Linked DNA regions of Mus musculus: region 2 is linked to region 1. Evidence: chromatin contacts called from public promoter capture Hi-C data. All regions are on one chromosome and are shown on one strand. The core of a region is the stretch at or near the end of the contact, and the rest is flanking DNA. Distances in the headings are between cores, read along the strand shown.

What was found. Promoter capture Hi-C pulls out the DNA fragments that hold promoters and counts their contacts.
Region 2: a contact with region 1 is called in a promoter capture Hi-C map of liver, with 2.3 times the contacts expected there. The contact joins the enhancer-like site here to the promoter of Rnf141 in region 1. A contact is called at or near these places in 9 of 39 promoter capture datasets (the C10 cell line, the HPC-7 cell line, embryonic stem cells and 4 more), 1 of 15 datasets of contacts at CTCF or cohesin (CD8 T cells), 13 of 484 Hi-C or Micro-C datasets (bone marrow-derived macrophages, embryonic stem cells, liver and 4 more), 15 of 115 datasets of contacts at active chromatin or transcription factors (CD8 T cells, the HPC-7 cell line, the SCID.adh cell line and 10 more) and 3 of 9 other capture datasets (adipose tissue, liver and pancreatic islet).

The regions. Positions count from the first base shown.
Region 1 is chr7:110,842,477-110,847,325 of GRCm38.p6, reverse strand. It overlaps Rnf141 (ring finger protein 141), which reads left to right and starts at 2,945. Exons shown (of 6, transcript NM_025999.3): 1 at 2,945-2,987.
Region 2 is chr7:110,890,079-110,894,936 of GRCm38.p6, reverse strand. The region is part of intron 15 of Mrvi1 (MRV integration site 1); the gene reads left to right. Among named protein-coding and RNA genes, the nearest start is that of Gm16336, 12 kb to the left of the region's middle. Within about 2 kb of position 3,091, at least 56 of the 459 cell types and tissues checked have an H3K27ac peak or open chromatin away from gene starts, as enhancers often do. A contact at or near this core is called in adipose tissue, bone marrow-derived macrophages, liver and 3 more, where this site is marked.

The DNA.
Region 1 (4,849 bases), core at 1,696-4,195:
CAAAAGTCAAAATGCATCTGAGTATCCCTATGGGACTGTATTCACTTCGAGTGCATTCAATTCTCATATTATCACTGAATGGAAAATTCCTAAACTGTGAAGCTCTGAATACTCATAACAAATTACACTGTTTATTGAAAAAAAAACAGTCTTTCATATAGGCAGATGAACTTGGAGACTTCTTCTATAATTCTTATGATCTATCTATCTATCTAATTTTCTATAAACATTTTAACACTTTTATTATATGTAAGATAAACATTACTACAGAATAACCTTATGACAGAGGATGGTTAATCATGTATACTTTGTGGTTGATTTGGATAAGAATGGACCCCACAGGTTTGCATCCCCAAAGGAGGAACAACAATATGATCTAACCAGTACCTCCAGAGCTCCCTGGGACTAAACCACCAACCAAAAAAATCACATGGTGGGACTCATGGCTCTAGCTGCATATGTAGCAGAGGATGGCCTAGTCGGTCATCAATGGGAGGAGAGGCCCTTGTCCTGTGAGGGTTCGATGCCCCAGTATAGGGGAATGCCAGGGCCAGGAAGTGGGAGTGGGTCTGTTGGTGAGCTAGGGGGGAGGGTGAGGGGGTTTTGGAGGGGAAACCAGGAAAGGGGATAACATTTGAAATTAAAATAAAGGAAATATCAAAGAAAAAAAGAAGAGTCATATGGAAGAAAAAAAAAGAATGGCCCCCATAGGCTCTTATATTTGAATGCTTAGTCATCAGGGAGTGGCACTATTTGAATGGATTAGAAGGATTAGGAAGTGTGGTCTTGTTAGAGAGAATGTGCCACTGGTTTGAAGTTTGAAGCTTTGAGGTTTCAAAAGCCCACTCCAGGCCCAGGGTTTCTCCTCAGCCTGTGGGTCAGGATGTAGCTACTTCCTCTGCATCATACACGCCCTCATGCTCCCTGCCATGACGATGATGGACTAAGCCTCTGACCCTGTAAGCCACCCCCTAGTTAAATCCTTTCTTTCATAAGAGCTGCCATGGTCATGGTGTCTCTTCACAGCAACAGAAAGTGACTAAGACATATGTTTAGGTAACACTATTTAATAAAATAGTGATCTTATTTTGTTTACCATCTGGGTTCTTCATTATGTTTATGCAAACATAAAAAGGAACTTGTTATGCTAAGCAGCGGCTGCCTAGACTGGTCATTAATTATTTTAATATAACTACCACGTTATATCACCTTGGTCTTGCAATCTCTCCTTTATTTCAGTCTTTGTGGTGCTCACTATAAAAAGGAATACAGGTCCCACTTTATAAAACTGTGCTTTATGGAGACTATTTTTTTTCTGACTGGGCTCAGGTTAGACAAAGATATGAACCTTTAAAACATGAAGCAGCTACATCTTTACCCCATAACTTTTTGGGAATGTAGTTGGCATATACTAAACTATATATGAGTAAGGTGTACAATTTGAGAAGTTTTCATATTACATTCATGTCTGTGGTGTCATGCTCTAAGACAGTGAACATAGCCAATACCCTAAAATGTTTCTTCTTACCCTTTGAAGGTTTGGAGGACTTGTGTTTGAGTCTGAGCCAAGGCTTAAACATGCTAGGCAAGTGTTTTACCGTTGAGTCAGCCACCTCTAGTTCCCATTCTAACACTGTAGTGTTTCCTACCTGACACCACCCGCTAAGCAACCACTGATCTGATTTTGCCACTAAAGATTCCTGGGGGCGGGGGCTATTCTAGAAAATTTTTTTGGAAGGTCTATCTTCTTTCAGCCTAAGTATTTCAGGCTCATCCACATTGTTAAGTGTGTCAATCATGTATTCTTTATTATTGCTGAGTAATATTCCATTGTGTGACTTTATTTCAGTTGTTTTCCATTCACCTGTTGATATGTTGTCATAGGGTTTCTACTGCTGTGAAGAGACACCATGATCAGAGAAACTCGTATAAAGGAAAACAATTCATTGGGGCTGACTTAGAATTCCGTGGTTTAGTCCATAATAGTCATGGTGGGAAGCATGGCAGCACACAGGCAGACATGCTGGAGAGGTAGCTGAGAGTTCTACATCTGGATCAGCAGGCAGCAGGAAGAGAGAGTGACACTGGGTCTGACCTACGCATCTGAAAACTCAAAGCCCACCCCTAGTGACATATTTTCTCCAACAAAGCCTTATCTATTGCAGCAAGGCCACACTTCCTAATAGTGCCATTCCCTGTGGGCCTATGGGGACCATTTTCATTCAAACCACCACATCAGGTATCTGATGTTGGTGTACTAGTCTTCATGTGGATCTATTCTAGAAGCAGGATGACTGGACTATGTGGTTGGAATGTTTGTGCTTAGGTTTTAAAGAAATGGCCACAATCTCGTTCCACAATGATTGTATCATTTTACATCCCCAACAGACAATCTGAACAGATTTGTTCAGCATCTTTGTCAATATTTAATACAGTTCTTTTCATTTTAGCCACTGTGGTATTGTATTGATAATTCACTTCCCTTCTAATTTGCATAATGGTCTCAGACATCATTTCATGTGCTTATTTGCTATCCATAAATCTAAAAGGCTAGTCTAGTCTTTGGCCATTTAAAAAAATTGTGGGTTTTTTTGTTGTTGTTGTTGTTTTTTTTTTTTTTGGGGGGGGGAGGGGTAAGAATTGTGTATTCTAATTAGAAGTCCTTTGTTAAATATATTTTGCTTTTCCAAAGCCTGTGACTTGCCTCTTCATTTTTTTGTCCTTTTTTACAAAAGTATTTAATTTTATTGATTTCTATGTATGTGACTATTTTGCCTACAGGTGTGTGTCAGCAGCCTTGAGCTACAAAAACCTCCAAAGCCAACAGGGGGGGGTGGAGCTCCGTCTCCAGGCAACGCGCGAGGGCGTGGCCTTACGTCACTGAGGTGCGACTGGTTTGCGGGCCGCGCCGCTGCCGCCTAGCGGGTTTAGCTAAGCAGCAGCCGAGGCGGTGTCCCTGGTGCGAGGAGAGCGATGCCTTGAACTGGGTGAGCCTTGCAGCGCCGCCCCTTCGCTGTGTCCCTTCCCAGCCACTCCACGGTCCTGGAGTAGGGAGTGGAGGCCCGGGCAGCACCAGGGTGTGAAACCGGGCTTCAGAGGAGCTAGGGCCCCTTGTCAGGGCCTCGGCTGCGGGCTTTGGGCACCGATTCCTGGGCGGGTGGAGACTCTGGGTCCGCCTTCTCGGTGGCGGTGGAGACTCTGGGTCCGCCTTCGCGGTGGTGCTGAGGAGAGCTTTCAGAGATCAGCTCGAGCGGTTTTGAATCTTGGCGCTGGCGCACTGAGCAGTTTAGCTGTTGGTTAGCAGAGCAGGTGCGCCAAGGAGGGGCTGAGGGGCGGGTGCTGGGGCCAGGGCGGCAGGGTGGCCACAGGGCAAGGCTTCTGAGGGAGAGCCTGGGCCCGTGGTGTCGGCCAGCCCTCCTACTAAACCCGCCCCGGCAGTGCACCCGGGCCCTTGCTTGTCAAGCTAATTGCTACCTTTTGAGGACCGACATTAAAAAAAAAGTTTCCTTGCTAATCATAATTGTAGGGTAAGTTGCCTTCTGTGTGCAGTTTCATTACAAAACTGTGGGGTTACTGTTGTTGCAATTTGTCTCCAGCCTACCTTCATATTCTTCATATTCCGACCCAGCCCCATTTCCTGATGCCCAGCATTTCTTGTCCTTCTTCTGGAGTACATGTAGCTCCAGTAACACTCCCAGTTGCTTTTAATCCGTGCTTCTCAAACTAAGACCATCTTTTCCACACCCCCTTACCGTGCTTGCTATAGAATGAAATTCACCCTTTAGACTTTTACTTGGGCTTGAACTGTCACCCGACCAATGGTCCTGATAGTTGTCCTTGAAAAGTAATGCCTTCTGAATTCAGAGCCCTCAGGACTTGCGTGGATTTTGTTTTACCCCTTTTGTGCTGGCTGGTTTCGGTTTCTGTCTTAACATGATTGTGTTTTTCAAGACTATGTTATCTTTGTCATTTGGCGTAAGGGAACCATATATATAAGGGACATATAGGATAGATATTCTCTGAATATATCTAAATTCTTTTAACTAGAGGAAGTTGATTTCTCTTTCTAAAAAGGTAGAGAAGGTGCAAAGAGAATATTTTTCTTTCTAAGTCAGAGTGTACTTACTACTTGGTGTGTGCTTTGTCAGGCTGTCTATAATACTTGCCAATTTTCCAAGAATCCATGAAAGGATGAATGGATAATCTATAAGGAAAATTAACAACTGGTGCTATTAGAACTCCAGCACTTACTCAGTACTCTGTTTGTTTATAGGTTTTCAGGTTTTATTTTATTTTATTGAGATTTCTTTAGTTTTATTTCTCCTCCTTAATACCTTTGACCCCAGAACAGGCATTCTAGATTCTATACCGACTCTGACCAGCCTAATCATTGGATATCTGTATAAACTTAGAGTTTGTATAAATAGTGAATAATAAGTTAAGTAGTGTCATTCGAGCCCCAATTGTAGAACTTAGTATGTATTACTAAGATGGAAGATGGTACAAAATTTAACAAATTTCAAAGGTGCCTTTGATACCGAAGTCATTGTTGACTAGTCATCTGATGTGACACCAGAAGTCAGCCTTAGGTCTGGATAGACTACACACCTAGTGGCCAGCAAGTCCCAGGGATCTTCCTGTCCCTGCACACACACACACCCGGCCTGGCACTAAGATCACAAGTGTGCCACTGCGCTGTCCTTTCACATGAGTTCAGGGGTAGAACTGAGGCCCGGGTGCTTCCTGGAGGTCCTTTCCCAGCTGAACTCTCCAGCCCTCACCCAGTTGTCTTGCACTTTGATGGGCTCAGTTTTCCTCTGTGTCATTTCTGAATGACTTATGTTTCACA
Region 2 (4,858 bases), core at 1,842-4,341, 47 kb before region 1:
TGTCGCCATGCACCTGTGCCCTTGTTCCCCGCAGGAAAAGCGCATGTCAAAGGCCACGGAAGTGATGATGCAGTATGTGTATTTGTAAGAATATTGCAACAGTCCGGGGCAGGGTTGGAGTCTGGGCAGTGGGGCAGAAAAGGCCTAAACTAAGTGAGATATTCCCGTGACAAACAGCAGATGCGTGGCAAGACACACGCTTCAGTGATTCTTTTCTTAATGTTTTAGAAGTTCTAGACAAATTGGTGTAAGACAGAGAAGGGCCACCTGAGTTTGCTCAGGGAATCAAGGATGGATACCTCCTGGGAGGTCATCTCTGCAGGGTTTTAAAGTAAAAGGAGGAAGAGGAAGAGGAGGAGGGGGAGGAGGAGGAGGAGGAGGAGGAGGAGGAGGAGGCAGTATGTGTAAGATGTGGAGGAAGCACAGGTTGCAGCGCAAGGCTGACCACCGTCCAGGCCATAGTAGTAACCATGCCTTTGCCCTGTAGAACAGGGAGTCGGTCAGAAGCATGTCACAGGACACACCCATACTTTATGTTTGTACTACTCTGACTTCATCGAGCACAGTGTGTTTGCAGAGTATCAAAGCTGAAGTCAGGAAAGATAAGCTCAGAGGTTCTTGCTCAGTCCAGGAGGAAAATGATAGTACGTTGGACCAGAATCTCTCCCCAGATGCTGCTAGGGCTGTGAGTCTGGTCCAGGAGAGTGCTAGCTGGAGAAGCAAACAGCTTGTCACATTAGGAACTCCTGCGGAATGCAAACATCCGTGTTACCAAGAACAGGAGGAGGGAAAGTATAACAGACCGAAACCCTTTATAAACAGGAGGTTCCGCAAGCTTCCTGGGGATATCAGTGAGACTTGCCAGAGTCCAAAGGCCATGTACATGTGCTCAGGGCTGTCTGCTTTGGATCTTGGCAGCCAGGTTCCCCAGCCACAAGCATCTGGACCCCTAACAAACTGCTCTCGATACAAATGGAAAGTGGATTCCAAGAAAACCCTAGCATGTAGGTTCGGGTAATTATTTCTGTACAAGGCTCATATCTCCTGTAAACTAATGTACCAGAATTTTGCGGATGAAGTGATTGTCATTATAGAGGAATCTTGTAGAGGAATCCTAGCACCTGGGAGGCAAAAACAGGCTTACTGCAAGTTTGAGGCCAGCCTGGGCTATAGAACAAGAGCCTGTCTCTCGCTATGCTCTATGGGATCATCGGTTACCCAGGGGTCTCATTCATCCATTCTAAGATGCTTTTTGAGCACTTTTGGTATGCCCTGAATGGCATAGCCCCAGTCCTAGTGCTACAAGAAAAGGAAGCAGACAAGCACCAGTTACTCTACTCTGAGCTCAGCAGAAAGGCCGCAGGGACCATCAGATGAAATCAGATCTGTCCTGAGAGTTTGTTGCCTGTGGCACTGGGCTGAGGGTTGTCGTGTCCAGGGAGGAGAAAGACACTGCCACAGGCTGTAAAAGGTTAGAGAAGGAAAGGATTGGTTTACTCTAGGAGAGAGTAGATGGGGATGGCTTTCTGGGCATGGCCTGAAGTCACTGATGTGGAGTGTAGGCACACAGACATGGGCAGGATAGACAAAGGACATAGGTAGGTCCCGAAGCTTGCTGGCTAGCTAGTCTTGAGAATGGTGAACTCCAGGTTCAGTGAGGGGTCCTGCCTCAGAAAATACAATGGAGAGCAATAAAGGGAGACACTCTGGCTTCTATATGCACATTCTCCTCACATACCACACATAGCCACACAAGCATGTTCATACAGCACACCCACCCACCGGAAATACAATAAGCAGACTCCTGGGTGAGATGGGCTCTGTAGAGTCCCATGACCCAGTCTGGGGGCTGGGAAAGTGCTAGCCAGAGCAAAGGGCTTCAAGAGCCAAATCCTCCAGAGAATAAGGGCTGGGGATATCTAGTCCCACTTTGGTTTTTCCAAGCTCTTCCTCCACTGTGGCTGCTGCAGAGAGGCGAGCATTGGTGAATCTAGACATAGAGCAGGTGTGCTGTGCTATGACCATTCTCAAACAACATCTTTTTTTTTTTTCATGTGCGTCAGTGTCAAATCCCCCGAATCTGGAATTACAGACAGCTGTGAGCCGCCATGTGGGTGCTGGGGATTGAACCCAGGTTCTCTGGAAGATCAGCCAGTTTTCTTAACCACTAATCTATCTCTCCAGTCCCGGACAGCATATTTTTTAAAAAGCCTTTACATGACTTCTGGCAGTCTGTCTGTCTATGACTGAGACTTATAGTGAAATAAAATATCCCTGATTAAAAGATAAGTTGCTCATAAAGACCACATTTTTGGAACATGCAACATGCTGATCATCTGCATTTTGGATTATTTCCCTTGAACAAACTTCTAGAAATATGAATACTAGCTGACAGAGGGGAGACTCTTTGTAGAGGTAAAGGGGACCAGTGGGCAAGGGACAGGAGGGCTGTGAGGAGGGCAGACATAAGCCTAGTAGAATGACATAATGTGTGAAAAGGTTATAATAAAATGTATTATTTTGTTTACTAACTAAAAAGCTAATGAAATTAAAACATTACTAGATTAGGAAAGTAAATATTTATAAATAAACTATTTTCAAGTAGTTCATTGACATGGTCATTTAGTGGGTTATGCTAATGGTTGAGATTTGTAGTACACTGATGGCCAAACTTGTTCTCTCTTCTGAAATATATTTATAATTTTATAGACATAAATTGTTTTATCTCATAAATTGTTTGATTCAAAGTTTGATGCCCTTCTGTGCATTTGTTAAACATTTATCCTTTTATTTTGTAAATTCTCTGATTATCCCAGCTACAAGGTTGGAAATGTATTTGAACTCTTCACATATAGAGAATTTTTTCTGGTTCTGCTTTTTGGGGTGACCAGAAAACTTAAAAATCCTTTATCCAAAATGCTTAAACTTCCTGCTGGACAAAATAAAACAAGGCACCTAAAAGAACAGCTGAGCCCACAAGAAACAGCCAGAACCAAGAAGAGAACTGAAACCACGCTGACCCTGCGGCTTGCTGAAGCCAGAGCCGCCCTGCTTATCTGGAACTGTTCGTTTTCAGTACTAGCTGAGAGCAACCTTTGAGCCCTGGTGCCCGCCGAGTGGACAATGAACTCCGTGTGCAAGGCTAGGACCTTCTAGGGACTGTGCCTTGAGGTAGAATCTCTGCAGGGAATAAAAAGCCTCCCTCACCAGCCAGCAGCAAAGCAAATGTGGAAGCTTGCCTCTTTCCCCCTGTACCCTGGGAGGAACAAATGCTCTCTCCTTCCTCATAGAGAAAGTACATGAATGACAGCCACAGTGGTGCAATCTCTGGGGAATTGGAAAGAACATCGGGAGGAGATCTCCAGGAGCACAGTCAGCCGCTACAGAGAGGCACACCCTGCACCAGCACACACAGAATCCTCCATAGGGCCTGGATGAAGACGAGTTCACAGCGCAAATACACAATGGAACAGTCCACCGTGGACACAAATCAGTAGACCCACCAAATATAAGATTGTGTTTACGAATACCAGATAGTCAAGTAATTAGAATTTTAAAATCAGCAGAGACATGGAAAGGCAGATGGCAAACACAGGATCAAATAACAGTTATGACAGAACTACAACTCAAAACAAGGGGTCAGGGGTGAGGGAGACTCGGTAGGTGTGATAACCATGGTAGAGGAGGTTTCTCAGTATTCTGAATTCCTCTCCCCTGTCTTATTTTCCACCTCCTGGAGCAGCGGTTCTCAACCTTACTAACGCTGCTTCCTTTAATAGGATTTCTCATGTTGTGGTGACCCCCAGCCATAAAATTATTTTCATTGCTATTTTACAACTGTAATTTTCTACTGTAATGAATCATAATGTAAATATCTGATATGTGGGATATCTGATATGCAACCCCTGAAGGTTGGTTGATCCCTAAAGGGGTCTTGACCACAGGTTGAGAAAACCTTCCCTGGAAGATAGATCAGGCATTGTGGAGAGCTTTGTGGATGAGCCGAGTCACGTCTGGCTGAAGCCCATAAGAACTGGTGTGCACACGACCCCAGTTTTCTTCCTCCTGATCTGATGAGCACCACCCTTCCAGAATATTAACCTGTTCATTGTGACTGGAAGATTTGAGAGAGTTACCCAAAATGCAGTTGAATGGATACAGTGATTAAAACACGGTAGATAGTGTTTGAGACACGGGGTATGGGAGAGAGCCTACAATCCATTTGCCGTGTGATCCATAAGGGGAAAATTCGGCACAGGAAATCTTCAAAGAAATAACCTAGCATCTTCCACACAAATCACTGGATTCAGCAGTGTAGTGAAGTCTATCAGGAAAAAACTACAATCCACGTGAAATATAAACATCAAAAAAAAAAAAAAAAGATAAAATACAGAGTGAAGAGACAGCCTGGTGGGTGCAAACCCTGGCTGGGCAAGCATGGGGACCAGAGTTTGGATGCCCAGCACCCACACAAAGCTCAAGCGTGGTGGTTTGCGCCTGTAACTCCAGCTCTGAGGAATTGGAGGCAGGCAAATCCCAGGACCTCTCTGACCAGCCAGTCTAGCTGAAGAAGCAAGATCCAGCTTCAGTAAGAAGCCTTGTCTCATGCCCAGTGTTAACCTCTGGCCTGTTTAAGCATGAACACGCACACATATTCACGCACACGTTCAGGTGTGTACACCACAGACACAAACAAAAGGAAAGGGAAGGGAGGGGAGGGGAGGGGAGGGGAAGGGAGAGGAAAGGGAGGGAAGGGAAGGGGAGGAAAGGGGAGGGGAGGGGAGGGAAGGGGAAGAGAAAGGAAAAGCTAAGTGAAGATCTTAAACGTAATGAGAAGAACATTTGTATATAGATAATT